Regions from separate parts of the Cydia pomonella genome. Here region 2 is linked to region 1. Evidence: chromatin contacts called from public Hi-C data. All regions are on one chromosome and are shown on one strand. Each heading gives the region's core, a stretch centred on a gene start, on an enhancer-like site or on the middle of the called end of the contact. The rest is flanking DNA. Distances are from core to core; before and after follow the strand shown. Region 1 holds the start of LOC133521925 (synaptogyrin). Region 2 holds the start of LOC133521909.

Region 1 (2,700 bases), core at 78-2,577:
GTTCTAATGGAGCAGCTTATTACATTCTTATTTATAGTTGAGTTCTTATTTGAATAAATATATTTGTAATATTCTAAAATGTGAGTCTTCATTTACCTTTACCGCACAACAGCTTCCCCTATTTAGGCTCTACACAGAATAATTCCCTTTCATGAGTAAAAGTAAAGTATCATGAATAGAGTAGTCTCTTGATTTTTCATTTCGCAAAAAAAAATTATATGACAATTTTTAACAATTATTATATCGCATAATTTTCATCATATTGAGTGTTACTTGATTCTTTCTGAACGATTCAACAACAACTCAAATTTTATGAAGTAAACGCGACTATAGGGTTTTTATGGTTTTCTTTCGTTTAAGAAGTAACTAGGTATGAATTTCGTTGACGATCCGATTACCAGCCTACAATAAATATTAACTTGTCTTTATGACACAATATCAACACACTAGCATATTATCATCTGAAATAGATGTTATATACTAAAGAAAAAACTGCAAAAACTGGCCAAAAGCCGAATCATGTAGCGTCGTATTCATAATGATGAATCCAAGCACGACGACGCCTGGTTTACACTTTTAAAATAGAAACGCATGAGGCGCCACGAGCAGGCCTCCAACCCTCGCCCACCTGGGGGAGCATACACCTGCCGCGTGTGTGGATGAGGTATCTTCTTTCGCATAGGGCTATACAGCTACGGACGCATGTATCGTTTAAATGAAGTAATTATGTATTCAGAATAACCATCGTTTACAAAAGAACCTTTTCCTCAAAATTTCATATATATCGCAGATACAGAGCAAACAACAAAAGATTCTTCATCCGTTACGATTTGGTTTGACATTATTAGCCTGAATATTTGAGTTGCATTGTTTTCCTTAGTATAGTGAAACAAAAAACACAAAAGTACTTAATGTAGACTTGTAGAGCCGCATTTGCGTCAATAAGGCGTAGTTACGTACCTACTGACTAAAAGTTAACTGAAGTTAGTAAACTTAACTACTACCACCAATACATGAGGTAACCGAGAATAGTCTAAAAACAAATCGTACCTATGATCAAAATAGTAGGACAAGTGTTACATGAGCCGGTAGACCTCGAGCTCTATCGAAACCCTTATATATATGTCGGTAGGACGGTAGGTAAGCTTAAGCACCCACTTAACCCACTACACACATTCAAAACAAATATAGGTATGTGTAATTTATTACACACAATCGCACATTATTTTCGGATAGAAAATCAAACCGGAGCGATCATTACAAGTCGGTAATAATAGAGTGGGACCAAATAGGTTAGATGCCTAGAGATACCTAGGTCAAATGAGTTTTCCAATTTCTGAAACGTAAAAATAGCTGACAGCCAAAAAACTATTGTAAAAAGAAGAAAATATATAATACCAATACAACTTACAATTATCCTAAATAAAAGTTACAGTAGAACCTGAGAAAAACCGATAAACGGAATTTACCTAAATTACACTTCCCTATCATCTTGAAAAACTGTAAGTAGTACTATGGTTGTCCTCCGCAACCTACATTTTCATTCACTGCCGCTTTCCTGAAAACCTGTTTACCGCTTTACGATTGGCCAATAACTCGACAGCTATGATTTCGGCCAATGAGCGCGAGCCATGGCCGATCAATGTCGGAGCGTAACCACAGAGAACAGAGTTGTTGTAGATTTTCCTGATGTCATACGTCTAGCGAATGTTGTGTGCGCGATCGATAATACAAATTGGTTTTCGAAGTTTGGGGAGGTCATATTGTCTTTGAGCTTTTAATGGACGTTAAGAGTTGGTGTGGAAGGTATTGAAAGTAATTAGAAAAGTGCAATAATGGATTCGACCGGTGCATACGGCGGAGGGAAAGCTGGGGGTGCGTTCGACCCTCAAGCCTTCATTCAAAGACCTCCTGTAATCGTCAGGGCGGTTTGTTGGGTATGTCATTTACGTTACACCTGCTAATATAATCAATGAAACGTTTAACATGAACATTTCTGTGTTGATACCCGTTTTATATTTGTTTTTAAAAGTTTATATTATTTTTTTAAGATTATTCCTTGAACACACCCACTAAAGATTCCAAATTAAAACTTAGTTTTATACGTATATGGTTATTTTTAATAAAAAAATAAATTATTTTACTAGTAACAATACCTACTATTAAAGCATATCAAATTACATGTAGATGCATATTCTTACATTTAAATGCATTTTCACGTTGATCACATGACCACCTTTGAACGTGTATTGAATAAGTAAACTTCACGGTAGCTAAACACATAATGGCTATTGTCAGAACTTAATTATGGCCATTGTTCAGGTATATTTGGATTAAAGTTATGTAAACATTTGTTCATAAAAGTTATAGTGTGGCCAAGGTCTCATAACAGTCATAAAAATAGAAAAGTGATTCAAATTATAAACATACATTTATTAATTGAAACCTAATTACAATTTATTCAATTGAAATTAAAATAAATGGTTCTGTGTTTATTTTAAAACATGTTCTATAAATCTTAAGCTGTTTTTCTGACTAATTGATTCAAATAATGTCCTAGTTATAAAAAATGTGGTTTAAGCTGGGCAGAACCTAACATTTTTTTTAAATTATGGTAAGTACAGTTTCAGAGACATTCATTTTCCACAGTACCTTCTTAATTGTGTTAAATTATAATTATTACACTTACAAATATATTAT
Region 2 (2,700 bases), core at 183-2,682, 450 kb before region 1:
TGCAAGGAAACTAAGCCAACAAATATGGCCAAAGAAACTGATGTTTTTCTTTAGTAAGGCTTATTATTAAATGACTTGCTTTTCTAATTTCTAAGGCAATCCAGAAAAGTGTTGGGTGTGTGACATAGTTTTTTAACACTTCTGATAAAGCTAAAGCGAGACATAGACTAGCAAGTACGGTCACATCTGAAAATATTGATACAAAAAAAGTGCCAAAAATATGTACGACTTTACTTTATTGCCCATATATTAAGGTAGTGTATACATATTTCTGACACATTTTTTGTATCAATATTTTCAGATGTAACTGTACTTGCATGCAATTTATGTTACATTGCCGACTAAGGTTAATTGCATTCAAAACGTTGATCAGATACCGCAATGTAATGAAAATTCTTCGTAAATCTCACTTCTAAACCTCACTTAAGTTAAGAAGCCGATATAACGCATGATAATGTTTGATAACTTAGCTTTAAATTTAGCATGTGATACAGATTTCTGCAGGTTATTAAGGTAGCTGCCATATGCACCATGTCCCCAACAAAGTTGACTTTGTGGAATGCCCCATGGAAAGGCTGCTTTTGAGACTAAGGCACCATATAGCCCATTACTAACCTTTATTCAAGAGTTGTTTCAGTTATATAGGTATTATTTAATTGACTTCAGTATTACGTAGTATTATCTTTAAAAGGGAGTTTAAATTAAAAAGGCAAAATGGCAAATTTTTTTAAAAATAAACCATTTTAGAATTTTCCCAAATGTGGTTAGTAGATTATCAGTAGTACTTAGTAGGAACATTATACAGTGACAATGAATCAATATTTAATGTCACCAAATTTGAGTAAAAACACTTCTTTAACCGCATATTTATCATTTCCGTAATTAAATAAAAAAATACTTACCACTTTTCTATGCGTTCGACTTCTACGATGTGCCTACGAGCTTCCAATGAACTCTGTATCTGTTTTTGTTCCAACCAAGAACCATTAGGGATTATATCCTTCAAGCCTAACTCAGGTAAAGAACTATTGACCTTTTTCGCTCCCTGAATAACAAGCTCCTCACCGCTAAAAACATTAAAACCGTTATCAATTTTTGCAAATTTAATCCTCGTAGTAACATGATAAACGTTGTTTAACTATACTTACGATAGCATCTTAAACTTATCCATATTATCAATAGTAAACTTATTTATAGGTAGAAACAACAATTGTCAACAATATTACACTTATTCGTGTAATAATTCATTTTATAACTAACGCAATTAACGCAAATACATTACACCGACAACGAAGCCAACGAAGGGTTATTGTTTTTATGACGTCTGTCAAAAAAAGAACAGTGTTGCGTGTGCACGAAAATTAAAAAGGCTATACACTATTGGGCTCTACAGGCGGTTGCTATAATCTGGCAAACTCATTTGTGAGTAGAAGAAATCAACCCTTTGCGCCTATATTTTTTCAATTTACCGTTTTCTTTACTGACGGAAACGGCTTATTCAAACTATATATATACGTAATTTTTTTTATACCACGTCGGTGGCAAACAATCATACGGCCCGCCTGATGGTAAGCAGTCACCGTAGCCTATAGACGCCTAAACTATATTTATCAACACATAACTATTTCTTAATAACAGAGTTACAGAGCTATAGCCGGTTAAACAAATTTGTCAGTAGAAAAAGGCGTGAATTTAAAATTTGGGACGAATGGGATGATAACCACCTATAGTGAGATTTTTCTAACATCACATATTTGACACATGACAGCACCCATATAATGTAAATGTGTATGATCCATTCACATAATTAAAAACAAAACCACGCAATTATAATATGTCTTTCGTTACCACTTAAACTACACTCACTTTTTGAATGTAATTTGTGAAGTATGTTCTACTTTAACATACCTTCTTATTTTTAGAAGACTAATTGTCTATGACAGTCGTTGCCGTGGAGGCAATTATCTAAGGAAAAATATGTCTGTCAAATGATACATCAATATTCTCAAAAACATATTTAAGTAATTGTACTAAGACTTATTAAATATATAATTATAAAATGCTTCATTTTCTTCTATTATGAATAAACAAAGTTCTCACTTACGCCACAGTCACACTTCAAGGTGAGATCTTTATATGGTAGCAGAGGTGAAACTGTGAGTACCAAGTCGAAATGTCGAACATAAAAATCGATCCACTCACGAATAATAATTACGACACTTGGGTAATTCAAGCCGAAGCCGTCCTAGTACGACATAAATTATTTAAATATGTTGAGAAAGCCTTGACTGCTGATGCATCTGCCGATGAAAAAGAAAAGGATAGATTAGCGAAATCTGAGCTCATCCTAATTATCGCTCCGTCCGAGCTTAAACAAATTAAAAACTGCGGCACTGCAAAACAAGTATGGGACAAATTAAAGAATACTTATGCCAGTACGGGACCTGCTCGTAAAGCGACCCTACTTAAACAGCTGATCCTGACTAAATTAGACAACCAAGATGTACGAGCACACTTGAACAAGTTTATGGACACAGTTGACAAGCTGGCTGATATGGATGTTACTATAAACGAAGACTTATTAACCATCATGATGTTATACAGTCTTTCCCCCGAATATGAGAACTTCAGAGTCGCTATAGAAGCGCGTGACACTCTTCCTAAGCCAGATGAGCTTAAAACGAAAATACTAGAAGAGTT

The links. A called contact is a pair of places that touch in the nucleus more often than the background predicts.
Region 2: a Hi-C map of whole body shows a contact between it and region 1, with 2.3 times the contacts expected there. The contact joins the promoter of LOC133521909 here to the promoter of LOC133521925 in region 1. A contact is called at or near these places in 2 of 2 Hi-C or Micro-C datasets (both in whole body).

What each region holds. Positions count from the first base shown.
Region 1 is chr10:5,807,279-5,809,978 of ilCydPomo1, reverse strand. It overlaps LOC133521925 (synaptogyrin), which reads left to right and starts at 1,327. Exons shown (of 5, transcript XM_061857066.1): 1 at 1,327-1,937. The coding sequence starts at 1,836. LOC133521915 (caskin-2) reads left to right here. Exons shown (of 11, transcript XM_061857040.1): 11 at 1-79.
Region 2 is chr10:6,261,332-6,264,031 of ilCydPomo1, reverse strand. It overlaps LOC133521909, which reads right to left and starts at 1,432. Exons shown (of 5, transcript XM_061857028.1): 1 at 1,149-1,432; 2 at 903-1,067. The coding sequence starts at 1,171.